2 separate regions of the Mus musculus genome follow, and region 2 is linked to region 1. The links are chromatin contacts, called in public HiChIP or PLAC-seq maps. All regions are on one chromosome and are shown on one strand. Each heading gives the region's core, a stretch centred on a gene start, on an enhancer-like site or on the middle of the called end of the contact. The rest is flanking DNA. Distances are from core to core; before and after follow the strand shown. Region 1 overlaps Npc2 (NPC intracellular cholesterol transporter 2). Region 2 overlaps Arel1 (apoptosis resistant E3 ubiquitin protein ligase 1).

Region 1 (3,274 bases), core at 262-2,761:
GTTTCTCGACCTTCCTCATGCTCCGACCCTTTAATGCAGATCCTCACGTTGTGGTGACCTCTAGCCACAAAATTGCTTTTGTTTCTACTTCTTAACTGTAATCTGGCTATTGTTATGAGTCATGGTGTAAATATCTGATATGTGGGGTGTCTGACATGTGACCCTACGAAAGGGTCATTTGACCCCCCTCAAAGGGGTCAAGACCCACAGGTTGAGAACTGCTGCCTTATCTCAAGAGAGAGGGTCTGTGTGAAGTGGCTCTGTGGGTAAAGGCACTTGTCCCCAAGCTTGATGACTTACGTTCAATCCCGAGAACCCAGACAGTCAAAGGAAAAAACTGAATCCATCAAGTGGTTCTCCGATCTCCACTTGTGCATTGTGTCACACTCGAGACACGCCCCCCATACACACACCCACGGGGGTGTGGGGCCGGTGTTGCACCACAGAGAGATGGCTCAGCAGTTGAGAGAGAGCTTGCTGCCCTTGAAGAGGACCTCAATTGGATTTCCGATGCCCACTCACAACCACCTGCAACTCCAGCTCAAGGGGATCGAGTCCCTTCTCCCCCCCCCTTGCACAGGCACCAAAACATATGTGTGCATACACACAGACACATAAAGATAAATGAAGATATCTAGACACGTGCAAAATGCTTCTCTCTGGAGAGAGCAGCTGCTTGGAAACTTTTCCTTTGCTTACTCTCCCGTGAACTGTGTAGGACTCGAAGTTCTCAGCACTGTTGGCTTCCAAGCTCGAAGAATGCCCACTCCGCTTTCTTTCCTCATATGCCCTATCCCCTGTTTGTTTAAGAAAAAAATCTAGAGGCTGGGGAGAGACTCAGTATGTAAGAACACTTGCTGCATAAATGTGAAGACCTGAGTTCAGATCCCAGTACCTACATAAAAAGCCGGGTGTGGCCACACAGGCACTTGCGCGCCTGTGCATTCAGGGCAGTGGGTGGCAGAGGCTGGCCGGCTGGAAAGATGAATGGAACCAGCCCAGCTCCAGGGGTAGTGAGGGCCTCAGTCAGGGTTTCTCTCGCTGCAAGTGAATCACCACGACCAAAAAAGCAAGTTGGTTTGGTACCAGTGGCAGGGTTAGGTTTAGGTATGGAGAAAACCTAAAAACGGTGGTAGCTGTGCTGTGTGTGATGCCAGTGGGGATGGCTGTAATGGATTCGGAAGCCATTTTGGAGGCAGTAGACACAGCAGCAATTTTGATAGTTACCGTAATTCATCTTCAGATGCTGGGCCTGTGATGGGAGGTAGCTCTGGAGGCAGAAGCTCTGGAGCCTGTGGTGGTAAAAAGGTGCCTAGCTAAACCACAAGACCAAGCTGCCAGTGCAGGAGCTCTCTGTGGCAGAAGGTTCTAGTTATAGCCAGGAAGTAAAGCTTAGCAGGAGAGGAGAGCCCAGGAAGTGACGGGGAAGCCTCAGGTTATAAGTTAAGACCTCAGCAAAACACAGTAGTGGTGGTGAGAAGAAGACATGTTTTAGAGACTCCTCGTGTATCTGAGCTGTTTCTGTGACTAATTGCGAAACAAGTTGTTTTAGTTTCTGTTCTGTGGAAAGTGTAACACATTCCAGTGACGGGGGTTGGGGGGGTGGGGGAGTGTTTTGTTCTGTTTCATAATTGTTATTATAACTTTGGATTTTGGGTTTGTTTGTTTGGTTGGTTTTTTTAGTTTTGATTTTTAGATTTATTCTATAGTTTTTACCAGCATGTGTGCATATTTAGTACATGCATGTCTGGTGCTCACAAGGGTCAGGGGAGGCTGTTGGATCCCCTAGAATTAGTGTTATGGATGGTTGTAAGCCACCATGTAGATGCTGAGAACTGAACCCTGGTCCTCTGGAAGAACAACAAGCCTTCTTCCCTGCCTGGGTTACTCTCCGTTGCTCCCTCCCCAAGTGAAGGGTTTTAATGTACAGTTTTCTTGGTCTGTGTTGTTGATCAGAGTAATAGTCTAATCATGATGCTGAATAAACATGTCTTTAATAAACTAAAATTAAGAGTCCCTGAGAGGGGCTGGAGAGATGGCTCAGCGGTTAAGAGCACTGACTGCTGCTCTTCATAGAGGTCCTGAGTTCAATTCCCAGCAACCACATGGTGGCTCACAACCATCTGTAATGGGATCTGATGCCCTCTTCTGGTGTGTCTGAAGACAACTACAGTGTACTCACATATATAAGATAAATAAATCTTAAGAAGAAAAAAAAAGAGTCCCTGATGATGACCTGGCAGGTGACGATGCCTGCTCTGTCGCCAAGGCTGACACCCTGAAGTTGAACCGCAGAATCCACACTTTGAACAGGAAGTCTGACTCCTGAATCTTGTCCTCCCGCCTCTGTAGATATGCTGTGACCTCTCCCCCACTGACTACGTGTACTAATGTAATTTAGGCATTGTTATTATTTAAAAATGAAACAAGTGAGACCCAGCTAATACCCTAGATCTCTAAAATGCCCTTACAATGTGTAATGTTACTGGAGGAGACGGGTCTGGGCCCCGGCAGCCTTGTCCTCCGTGTGTCTAAAAAGACAGTGAAAGCTTGAGAGAGGAAACTGAGTGTGGTCACACTGGGAAGAGGAACAAATCCAGAGGCTTAGTGAGCTCTTCCGGGTCACTGACAAGGCTTAGGTCTAAATAGAAGGCAAGAGGTCAAGGTATTAATGTATCCTTAGCTCAGCTCCTGGCCTGTCTCCAAGTTGTCAGAACCCTGTGACCTTCCTACATGGCAAGTTCCTTCTTCTGCTGGTACCAGGGCTCAGCTTTTCCCTTCTTCCAGTGGGGAATTCCAATTTCTTGGGGTACATTGTTTTCATAGCCTGATAGTCAGAGGGAGGCACGCGGTGGTAATAATACTTTCATCCCTTCTGCTTATCTTGCAGTGTAGGGGCTAGAGAAATGAACTTCTTTTTAATCTTCCATGGCATCTGAAGGATTACCTGCCACTGCTGTGCTAGACTGTGGTATTTAAAACTCAATGACAGAAGTCAGTGGTCCTGGGAGAGAGATAAGGTTATCTGTCCCAGTAGCCTGATTCCCTTGATGGAGAGCAAGGAAAGATACCAGCTTCCTTCATCACGTGACAGGGCTAGGTATTGAATGTGACTCATAGGGATGGAGACCCCATAGTTCGGGACCACCTGATCTTCTGGAGTCACCATTCCAGCATTTGATGATGTATTTGACGACTTGACTTAGAATTCACAAACGCATAGCTGCCTTCCACCTGACTCCCTGTCTTCCTAGGCACTCAGTCCCAGAACAGC
Region 2 (3,274 bases), core at 400-2,899, 180 kb before region 1:
TAAGCCCTTAGGCAGAGCGCCATAGTCTATTTGTGTGACACATGGCACAGGGCCCCTATCGGGCGTGGCAGAGAGGATGGGGACGTTAAGGCACGAGACTAGAGCTGGTAGGCTTACGGCACGTGCTCTGCTTTGTCTCCTGGGGTGGCTTTAAGGAGACCTGGAAGACACTGAACAGATGTTCTTTTGCAGTTGCAGCTGTGATCCTCGGCTGTCCGGTGGCGTTGAAGAGACCTGATGTTTTACGTTATTGGTATGTGATTGGATCGTTTCCCTTGTCTTTGGTTAATGTTGTCGAGTTCCTGTTTGCCTCCCTATCTCACCTTCTCCTTGAACATGGAGCTAGAAATAGCTCCACTTGTGCCAGAACGTACCCTCACACAGTTGGCAGAGTTCATTCATTTGGGAAATAGTTATTGAGTAATTATAGTGTGTGCCAGACACTGTTTACTGTAAAGTCCAAGTCAAGGCAAAAATCTGCCTGTAAGGAGTTCACAACACGAAGGGGGAGGTAGGTAAGTGAAGTTAGTAGATACAGAAGTTTGAGGGGGCCCAAAAGAAGGAAGCCCTAACTGATGGGACTTGTGGAAGGCTTTTGCCAAGTGGACAAGCAAACAAAAGGCTTCCAGGTGGAGGGAAGCAAGAGCACACTATGCTAAGCACTTCTGTGAGGGGCAGCATGGCAGGACGGTGGGAGGGGTTGTGCCTGGGCTTCGTGATAGACAACAGGGTCAGCAGACTGGTCTGTGAAAGGCAAGAGAACAAATACATTCCTCGTTTTGCAAACATACGGTCTCCTTCCACATACTCAGCTCTGCCTGGGTGGTTCGTTTAGGACTGGTGAGGTGATGTCCTAGCATAGCTTCATTTACAGAGGTGTAACACCAGGGTGGGGTTTGTCCTGAGATCAGTTAGCTAATTATGCTCTAGAAGCTCCTTTCTACACATTACAGTGTCCGTCCGTCCGTCCGTCCTTCCTTCCTTCCTTCCTTCCTTCCTTCCTCCCTTCCTTCCTTCCTCCCTTTCTCCCTCCCTTCCTCCCTTCCTCCCTTCCTCCCTTCCTCCCTTCCTCCCTTCCTCCCTTCCTCCCTTCCTCCCTTCCTCCCTCCCTTCCTCCCTTCCTCCCTTCCTCCCTTCCTCCCTTCCTCCCTTCCTCCCTTCCTCCCTTCCTCCCTCCCTTCCTCCCTTCCTCCCTTCCTCCCTTCCTCCCTTCCTCCCTTCCTCCCTCCCTTCCTCCCTTTCTCCCTCCCTTCCTCCCTTCCTCCCTTCCTCCCTCCCTTCCTCCCTTCCTCCCTTTCTCCCTCCCTTCCTCCCTTCCTCCCTTCCTCCCTTCCTCCCTTCCTCCCTTCTTCCCTTCCTTCCTTCCTTCCTCCCTTCCTTCCTCCCTCCCTTTCTCCCTCCCTCCCTTCCTTCCTTCCTTCCTTCCTTCCTTCCTCCCTTCCTTCCTCCCTCCCTTTCTCCCTCCCTCCCTTCCTCCCTTCCTTCCTTCCTTCTTTCCTTCTTTCCTCCCTCCCTCTCCTCCTTCGTTCTTACAATCTTGCAGATACTTCTGACTCCTTTAAGCATTGTGAGCTGCCAGTCTGTTCTGTAGTCGCTGTAATGTGGTTTGTGTTTCTCTTTCGTGTAGGTGGAATCATAGTGTCTGTGGTTGCATTCTTCTTCACAATTAAGTTCCTCTTTGAGCTTGCCGCACGTGTAGTCAGCTTTCTTCAGAATGAAGACCGTGAGCGCCGAGGGGACCGGACTATTTATGACTACGTGCGGGGAAATTACCTGGATCCCCGGTCCTGCAAAGTGTCCTGGGATTGGAAGGACCCCTATGAGGTGGGCCACAGCATGGCCTTCCGAGTGCATGTAAGGGAATGTTTCTGTCTCCATACCCGTCATGGTTTCTGAGTCATTTGCTTTCCAGGGACCGGTGCTGTCTTGTGCTGCAGGCTGGAATGTTAACATTTTCCCTTGTTTTCAGTTCCTCCCAGGAACTTGGGAATTATTAATATCTGGAGAGGCTTGAATTTTCCTATCCTTTGGTTTACTGGGTACATAGCTTTGAGGAAGTGGAAAGCCTAATGTTATGTTTTTCAAATAAAAAAAAGTGTTGAGGCTGGTTGGACACCCTGCTGTGATGCCTGCACCTGGGAGGCAGAACTCTCTGATCAGGAGTTCAAGGTCATCCTGTGTACATGGGGGTCTCAAAGCCCATTCTAAACTATATGGGACTCTGGCTCAAAACAAAACAAAATTTTCAATCCCAGCACTCAGGAAGCAGAAGCAGGCAGATCTCTGTTAGTTCTGGCCAGCCTGGTCTGCATAATGAGTTCCAGGGTCAGGGCTATGCTGGGTGACCTTATCTTAAAAAGGGATGGGGGGTGGCAAGAAAGAAAAGGGTAAAAGGAAAGGTGGGAGGAGCCATCCTAGATTAGTATAGTAAATGGAGCCGGAAAGCCCACGCCAGCCCAGTTTCTGTTTCATGGTGGTTTCTGAGACAGGATTTCCCTAAGTAGCTCTGACTGTCCTGTAACACACTATGTAGACTAAGCTAGCCTTACCATAGAGATCCACCTGCTTCTGATATTTGGATTAAAGGTGTGGGCCACAATGAGTGCCTGGCATTGTAGCTGCCTTATAGTTGGAACACAGCCATATTCGTCTTTCGGCTGCTTTCTCATCTGCATAGTTAGGGTAGCTGTGTGTGGTCCACAAAGCCATAAATACTTCCTCTCTGGCATTTTGCAAAGGAACTTTACAAGCCATGCAGCAGCTCTCCACGAGGTAGGACGAAGTTTGGTGTATGACCCTGAGTCGCCCCCGCCCCCAGTGCCAATGCTGCTGGTCACCTGCCCTCACATTGGGTTAGCACTGAGGCTAGAATAGAGCTGGGGACACTGAGGAGGCAGCATTTACTGTTCAGAAACCTCAAGTGTTCTTGACTTTGTAGTGTATGCTGCCCCGTCCTCTGCACAGGCAAAGACTTGTCCATGATTTAGTGGTTTTCTTGTCATGTTTATAAACATGTCTCTCGCTGTGTTTCTAAGACCAGAACTGAAAACTGAAAGGAACAGGTGGACACGGGTTTACCATTGTGACCTTGGGCGGTTGCTTCCTCTGCCCCACACCCTGGCCACATGGGAAGTGGTTCTCTCCCCCTTCTGTACTAATGGGTGCCCACCCCTCTCTTCCATTGCAGTTGTTCTATAAGAATGGACAGCCTTTCCCTGCACATCGGCCCGTGGGACTGCGGGTTCACATCTCTCACGTTGAACTAGCAGTGGAC

What was found. HiChIP or PLAC-seq counts read pairs in DNA pulled down with a chosen protein or histone mark.
Region 2: a BATF HiChIP or PLAC-seq map of CD8 T cells shows a contact between it and region 1, with 5 read pairs. The contact joins two enhancer-like sites. A contact is called at or near these places in 5 of 39 promoter capture datasets (3T3-L1-derived adipocytes, cranial neural crest, liver and 2 more), 1 of 484 Hi-C or Micro-C datasets (nephron progenitors), 11 of 115 datasets of contacts at active chromatin or transcription factors (the 230-238 cell line, CD8 T cells, the SCID.adh cell line and 6 more) and 3 of 9 other capture datasets (adipose tissue, embryonic stem cells and liver).

Annotation. Positions count from the first base shown.
Region 1 is chr12:84,760,873-84,764,146 of GRCm38.p6, reverse strand. It overlaps Npc2 (NPC intracellular cholesterol transporter 2), which reads left to right. Exons shown (of 4, transcript NM_023409.4): 3 at 3,255-3,274. Among named protein-coding and RNA genes, the nearest start is that of Npc2, 11 kb to the left of the region's middle. Within about 2 kb of position 1,511, at least 120 of the 459 cell types and tissues checked have an H3K27ac peak or open chromatin away from gene starts, as enhancers often do. A contact at or near this core is called in CD8 T cells, where this site is marked.
Region 2 is chr12:84,940,311-84,943,584 of GRCm38.p6, reverse strand. Arel1 (apoptosis resistant E3 ubiquitin protein ligase 1) reads left to right here. Exons shown (of 20, transcript NM_178065.5): 3 at 193-253; 4 at 1,628-1,854; 5 at 3,188-3,274. The coding sequence starts at 238. Among named protein-coding and RNA genes, the nearest start is that of Arel1, 29 kb to the left of the region's middle. Within about 2 kb of position 1,649, at least 22 of the 459 cell types and tissues checked have an H3K27ac peak or open chromatin away from gene starts, as enhancers often do. A contact at or near this core is called in CD8 T cells, where this site is marked.